Regions from separate parts of the Sus scrofa genome. Here region 2 is linked to region 1. A link is a contact called in public Hi-C data. All regions are on one chromosome and are shown on one strand. Each heading gives the region's core, a stretch centred on a gene start, on an enhancer-like site or on the middle of the called end of the contact. The rest is flanking DNA. Distances are from core to core; before and after follow the strand shown. Region 1 has its middle 370 kb from the start of PIK3C3. Region 2 holds the start of SYT4 (synaptotagmin-4).

The links. A called contact is a pair of places that touch in the nucleus more often than the background predicts.
Region 2: a contact with region 1 is called in a Hi-C map of brain, with 9 times the contacts expected there. The contact joins the promoter of SYT4 here to the enhancer-like site in region 1. A contact is called at or near these places in 16 of 47 Hi-C or Micro-C datasets (alveolar macrophages, brain, embryonic fibroblasts and 10 more).

What each region holds. Positions count from the first base shown.
Region 1 is chr6:126,258,598-126,262,433 of Sscrofa11.1, reverse strand. No RefSeq gene overlaps it. Among named protein-coding and RNA genes, the nearest start is that of PIK3C3, 370 kb to the right of the region's middle. Within about 2 kb of position 1,988, at least 32 of the 83 cell types and tissues checked have an H3K27ac peak or open chromatin away from gene starts, as enhancers often do. A contact at or near this core is called in brain, embryonic fibroblasts, epiblast stem cells and 3 more, where this site is marked.
Region 2 is chr6:127,390,394-127,394,229 of Sscrofa11.1, reverse strand. SYT4 (synaptotagmin-4) reads left to right here and starts at 1,972. Exons shown (of 4, transcript XM_021096335.1): 1 at 1,972-2,347. The coding sequence starts at 2,314.

The DNA of each region.
Region 1 (3,836 bases), core at 739-3,238:
GAGGAGAGAGGCCACAGGAGAAACCAACACTGCTGTCATCTTACCCTAGGATTTCAGGCTTCCAAAACTGTGAGAAAATAGATTCTATTATTTAAGTCACCCAGTCTTTAGTATTTTGTTATAAGAGCCCAAGCAGACTAATACAGAGATGAATGCCAAAGACACTTGCCTCATGAAAGAACACTAATTTGTGCAGTTTCTGTCAATGAGAGGCAAAATAGTCTGCTTGGAAAGGGTCTAAGATAAGGAGAATGCATTTCAAGATTTGGGCTCTTACAACAGAAGAAAAACATTACCTAGTATTACCATGATTATCCAGAGTTTTAAGAATTTTAAAGGTTGTAAATCCAGACCCCAGTGTTTCAACGTGGTAATACCAAAGATTGATATTTGGATACCTCAGAATGTGAGGCTGAATTTTTTTTTTCAATTGCCTTCTTTTTCTTAGAATGTGTGAATGAGACCCAGATATCAAAACATTTCTAAAATTCTTGACCTAAATATGTCCTTTTCACAGAAATGTGAAATGGATAGTTTAAGTTTGAAAACTCCAGGGGTGGGGGTCCTGCTTACATTCCTATTCTTTCTCATGATCTGCCCCAACTCTCTCTCCAGACACGAGGTCTCAGTGCATTCCCCCCCCACCCGCCCCAAGTTGCACACCTTTCCCACAGTCCTATGATTCCATTAAATATAGCTATTGCATAGTCCATGTCTTTAGCTTCTCTTCCTATCAGCACCAAACCAACCAAATAGTTGGAACTACACATGAATTACTGTATTAACTAAGAAGGAAAGAGTATATGGCAGTAAACAGTTACAAAACTTCAATCATTTAATGCATCAAAAATTTTTGTTGCCTTTTTCTCATTCACAAGATGAATATCTAGCAAGTGAGGGTTCAAGCTAACAGAAGGGTCAATGTGACACATTCCTGGCTGTTAGAATCACATAGCTTAGGTTAAGAAAATGAAAGGTCAAGTGGATATATGTACACGTATAACTGAATCACTTTGCTGTACACCTGAAACTAACACAACATTGTAAATCAACTATACTCCAATACAGGATAAAAATTAAACTTAAAAGAGTAAAAAGAAAATGAAAGGTCTAGTGCCAGTATTTAAAAACTTAGGCCAGGAAATGATATAGAACATCTGTGTCCACAGCCCACTGCTAGAAGGAGTCGTCACCAGCTCCACCTAACTGCAAAAAAATGTGGGGAAAAATCATTCTCCCAAATATAACAGTGGGTTTCAAACTTCAGTGCGTATCACAATTGCTTGGAGGGCTTGTTAAAACACAAATTGCTGGGCCCACCAAAGAGGTTTCTGATTCTGATAATTTCCATTTCTAGTAAGTTCTCAGATGAAGATAATGCTGCTGGTCCTGGGACCTTCCTTTGAGAACACTGCTAGAGGGACAGTGCTCAAACCAGGCTGTACACTAGAATCACTCAGACGGCTTTACGAAAATATGCATGCTTAGGTCCCATCCCCAGAAATTCTGATTTAATTGAGTGAGAGTGGAGGCCTGGCATCAAAAATTCCCCTGTACAGCCAGGGTTGTACTTCAGAAGAACATAATTTAAATATGGTTGGAGGATATTCTTTAAAGGGCTCATACTACAGATGAAAAACAAACAGAAAAAGCTCAATACCATAGAGTGGAATAGTGGCACCTCCAGACCTAAAAATCAAATGCCCTGGATCCCAGGTATTACCATTTCCCTTAATGGGACAGCTCACAGAACAAGCAGTATTTTAAGACCAATTTACCCCCCAAATTTCTCCCACTCTGCTTAAAACAGATCTGTCTCTCTCTCTCTCTCCAGGCAGACTCTGGCTCTCAGGGCGTAGCCGCCCTGTCAGGCAAAGTGGGCCCACCTCCCGTCCTCTTGTGCTGCTGAGGCTGCCACCGGGGAGGTTGCCCAAGCAGGCTCCCTCCTCCTCACGGCTGCTTACTGAACATCCTCGCCCCGCGCAGCCCTGCTCTGGCTGCCTGACCCAACCCCTCGCAGACTCTACCTCCGCCCCAGGTCTGGGGCTGGGGGGAGGGAGGCGGCAAAGTGGCTGATAGTGAAGGAGGAGCCCACTTCTAAAGAAATGGAAAAGAAATGAACAAGCTGCTGTCAGGTGCCCTTGGGTCCCGCATTGACTGAATCCAGGCCGTCAGAAGGCAGAGCAAGAGGAATTGCATTTTAAAAAGCAACTGAGAGAGATTAAACCGAGCTACCCAACCATCTCACATTCAGAGTTTCCGGCCTTATCCCCAACACAAACACAGTGTTCATTTGCCAATTATGGAATTTTACTGAATTCATCAACTCTAAGTATAAATAAATAAGGGCTGATCTGCCTTGCCTTTACAGATTTTGAGCTGATTTAACAGCCATCTGATAAACACACCCTGCATCTCTAATGGCCTCTGGCCCACGTCTCGGTGTAAAACTGAGAAACATCGCCATCTGCTGGCCTTGGAGCCCACGTGCGTGGAAATTTCCACCCGTTGCCTTCAAAAAAAGCAGCGCTGTAGGAAGGCAGCATTAGGTCTGGAAATTCTACAAAATGGTTGAAATTCTCTGTAAATCATTCAGTTCTTTTCATCGAACTATATGAAATTTTGGTTCACTTTCTGCTGTGTAATGTATGTATATGAACGGGTTGAGGAGGGGAGGCCTTTTGCATGTACCTTTATATATAGTCTTTTTTTGGTTGCCTCTATCTTTCCTTAATATGTTCCATGTTGGGAGTTCCATAGGTTCATTCAACCAATATCAATTGAGTTTTGTTCATGTGCTGAGAATTCATACTGAAATCATCAAATCAGAGAGGCTGAGGAGAGGGAAATAGAAGAAAATTTCAGCCTCTGAGTCTGCATTGACAAGAAATCTGAGCTGAGGTTCTGTTGTTTCAATTTCTGTGAACCACGTTGGAAAAGCTTCTCAGCCCAACCAGATGATTTATCCCTAAGACTGTCAAACTAATACCCTCTGTGTCTTCTTCTGCACTATATCCTTCTTGGAAAATAGGAGAGGGCGATTTTTATGACCTAAAAGAGGGTTATCTCAGCCCATGATCTGTGTGCTTGATTCCTCCTCCTCCCCTTCTTCTTCCGTCTTCAGGTACCTCCCCAAGTCCATATCTACATACAGTGCTGACATCTCTGACAGCCAAAGCGAATTGGATAGTATGGTTTCTTTTGCTTTAATTCTATACTAGTGGAATTTATTTAAAATGTACAGTAGATGTATAGGGGATGAAGTGGGGGAGAAAGTGCCAAGACAGAGTGCAAGGTAGAGAAGTGGAAGCTGTTTTTGCCTTTGGTGCCAAGCCTTAGGGGAGTGATGGTTTTCAAGATGACAATAATTGTATTATCTTTTATCTTGTGTTGCACCTGTGCATTTGGCCTCCCTAACTGGAGTAGCCCCCTTGCCTCACCGAGTTTTTTAAAGGAAAAGTGCACATGTGGGAACCCAAGGTAATCAATCCTGACTTACAGATCCCTGGGGACATCTCAGACAGCTCTCTCCTTTCTGTCACTCCCTTTATTCCCTCCCTGTACCTCTCTACTCAAATAGGTCAATGAGGAACCCCTGTTCCTTATGACTAAGAGTCAAGAAGTGAGGAATGAAAGTGAATAAGCAGGAGTAATGATGATCTCCTGCCAGTGATGAGCTGGCGTGGAGGCAGTCCTGCCTGCTTTGCCACTCAGAACCTTGTTTTTGCCGCTCATTAAAAACAAGAGAGTTCACTTGGATTATAGAGGCCTACACTGTCATCTGCAAATGAGATTAAAGCAGACTACGGCTTGCCCAGAACACTGGTGCTGTGGGA
Region 2 (3,836 bases), core at 723-3,222, 1.1 Mb before region 1:
CAAATGAAAATGAGGAAAACTCTGACATTTTAATTAATAACTTTTGTTTTCAGTTTGCTTTTAAAGCAAACAATGAAAGAGTTACTACATCCACAATATCATTAGCTCTGGGTGAGATTACCATGTTTTATTACGATATGTCATTAGAAATGAGACAGCCCAGGGTAGGGTGGAGTTCGGTAGAAACAAAGTTTAAATAATCTAGATTAGTTTTGGATGACAGTGTTTTACCACCTACAGGTAAAACTAACCAGATATTAATTTATGTAGAATACATACATAAGTTATTATGTTAATGACAAGTGAATGTAATCATATGTTAGCTATAACTTAGCTAGAAAATGGTGTTTTTTTTGGTATTTTTAGGGCTGTACCTGTGGAATATGGAGGTTCCCAGGCTAGGGGTCAAATCAGATCTGTAGCCACTGGCCTATGCCACAGCCACACAGGATCCAAGACTCATCTGCGACCTACACCACAACACCAGATCCTTAACCCACCAGGCAAGGCCAGGGTTTGAACCCACATCCTAATGGATACTAGTTGGGTTCATTAACCACTGAATCTCAATGGGAACTCCAAAAATGTATTTTAGAAAACCTCACATGATATATTTTGTTTATTTGTGATGTGTATCACAAATAAATGCCACTGTCTCTTCCATCTATCTAATGGAAATATATTCCTAGGGACAAGGCCACCAAGTGCCTGTATAATTAAAGAAGTAAGTAATCTGAATGAAATGGAAGGATAAGGACACAAATACAGATTTTGCCAATGGAAACATTAAATACAGTAACTTTGTATGATTTCATAGCAGGAATATATGGGGTTAAAAAATCTATTAGAAGAATGCTAAAATGCAAAGTAGATGGGAGTGAGTAGAAAGGGAAAGAAAAGGGTCTTAGGTTTATAAAATTTTCCATGATGCAAAAGACTGAAGCCAATTTCTCCCTAGACAGTCCTGATGCTCAGAACAGCTGCTTGCCAATGTGCAGAAACCTGCCACTTGTACAAGAGCTTTCTGAGACTCACCCAGTACTCACTCCTCCCCAATCCCAGCACATACTGAATGCCACTTGCTCACTGAGCTCCAGAGCAAAGGGATTCTTTGTGGAGCAATAATTGAAAGTTGCAGTTATAGCGTGAATTCTCTTTGTTAAACTGCTAAACATTTTTTTAAATTTATTCTTTTAAAAAGGCCCACTCAGATTAAAATTAATCAGAATCTGAAACCATAATTTCCCAATTCCCCAGTCCCAGGAATATCATAAAAAATAATTTTTCTTTGAAAATAACCAATAATTATGAATGCATTTTTAGATTTTTGTATGATTCTTGTAACTATTTTGTAAAAACCTATTGGAAGTATGGACCTTTAACAAGAAATGTCATTCCAAAAGCAGTCTCATTTGATGCAAAATCATAGCTGAGATTGAGTCTAAATACAGAAGGGATTATTCCCATCTGTTTCTAAGTAATTTGACTGGTCAAATGTCAGATATTAAAGGAAGAGAGCTAACAAATAGATGGAAAAACAGCGTCAGCATGTTTAGACTCATAATTTATTAGAAAGTAAATTATAATTATAGTGAACTTATTTTATTTAAAATGGATCAATGTGCAGTGAATTTTTTAAACATAGCTATACTATATCAAATAAAAATTTATAAAGAAAACATAGTTTTGCATTTTACAATGGATCTTGATGCAGAATTTTTCCTCTTCTTATTCTTCCCTTAAATTGTCTCTGTAAATTGCATTATCCTGATAACACAGGCTCATTTTTACTAATCTAGATGATTAGAAGATTTTATATTAGAAAATAAGAGCGATGAGTTTTGGGACTCATCTCTTGTGCCTCTGAGCCCCAACAGAACATCAAACTAATCTCCAGTAGTCCAACAGTTAAAATAATTGATGAATGTGTGTTGAATTCTCAGGGCGGGGGGGGGGGGGAAGAGAGGAAGAAAGAAGGAAAGGGAGAGGAGAGGTTTGGAGGGAGGAGGAAAGGGAGACATGTGCTGATTTCAACCCTATAGCGTCAGAATTGCGTCAATTCGGGTTTCAGCCACGTCTAGAGTCTCGGAGACAGCTTCTCTGAAGAGCCAAAACAGGAACATTGGTAGCAAATCACTGTGCGTAGGCGAGTGGACCTCCCTCTTTGTCTCCTCCCCATTCCAGTCTTAGGTCCCTGGAGCTCTGCGCTGTTGTTTTCAGCACTAGGAAAAGCCAGCGCTTCAGATCCAGGCAAGTGAACCAAGCTAGGGAGTTTCCGTTCAGCACCTCGGACAGAACACGCAGCAAAAAAAAATGGCTCCGATCACTAACAGCCGGGAAGAATTTGGTAAGCAAGTTTTTCAACTTACAACTGAGGTTGTTCCCTGACTGATCCATGGCGAGGTGGGCTGTGTGTCTGTGTATGTGTATGCGTGTGTGTTTCTGCGGGGTGTTGAATATAGATTTCCGAGGTAGTTATTCTGAAAGGAAAATGAGAACTGTAAACAACAATCTAGCTTGTCTTTGGTTTCTCCCTTCCTTGATACCTTTTCCCTTAAAAATGCATTCTACTGGGGCGGTTTACATCTAAGAAGTCCCTAATCATTCAAGTAGCCCTATAAATTGCAGCACACACTTAGTAGAAAAAAAAAGGGGGTCTGTTTGCTTGCTGGTTTCATTAATTCTGTAGGTGATTTTTATTTGTATGTAAATGTATATCTAACTTATTGGGGAAGCCAAATGTTTCTGTGATTATATAAGGGTTTGATCTCGGTATAAAATAACTTGAATGTTGGACGTTTATAATGTATATTTTACTGCAGAGTGTACCGTAAAGTATTTTTTCCCCCTCTGCTATGTTTTTCTTGTATCCTTGAAATATGTTGCTAGTGAAAGACGCAGAATCCTATGATGCTAGGGTTAAAGGGATATTTGAAATGAGCTAGTTGAGTCCATTCCATTTCACAGGTGAAGTAACCAGAAACCAGAGAGATAAGGGAAATATTGAAGGTCAGTTAGCTAAAAGCTACTGAAAATTATAATTAGAATTTATATTTTCCTATTCAATTTCCCTTTCTTGTACCAGATTTTTGGCATGATTGCTCTCCCTCTCTCTTTCAGTAAATAAAATCAGATGTACTTCTTCAAGTATAAAAGTAGTATTTTTTAGGTTCCATTATATTCCAAAGGCAAGAGATCAGAGTTTTACCTTACATGTATTCAGATATATCAGGGAATTTATAAAGTTTGTTATTAAACTCAGTAAAATAACTGAGATCTTTGCTCTCAAAGCTTAGGACCTTATCAGTAAAGAAAATGTAGGGAGCAGGTGAGGCTTTCTATATTATATTGAATATTTTGTCATTTGACAGGAATATTAAATAGATACATTTTGTGGTATTATATTCAGAAATGTGTTTCTTTCACAGTTTTCCATTTGAGTGATTAAGTTTATATATTGTGATATATATTCCTAATTTCTTATTTGAAAGTCAGAAATTTTCAAATATTGAAGAATTTTCAGAGACTATTCTAGTGAAAAATATGTTCTAGTGTGGGCTATCAGCCTATTTAGAAAAAAAAATCTATTCCCTTTATTGTTCTTCTTGCATTGGCTAAATAAGTGCCTTAATTCATGACTTTTCTTTTGCTCCCTGGCCTGTGATTATTTGAAAGTCCAGAAGGGTTTCTTGTTTGTTTGTTTGTTTGTTTTGTTTTCATCCCCACAAAGACTTAAATAGAGGGGAAAACTGCAAAGCTAGTACCAAGTTTAGTTGATCATCTTTAGGTCTCACCCCCTTCCTTTTCTGTAGCATTCACTGCTTTTTCTATCTGGG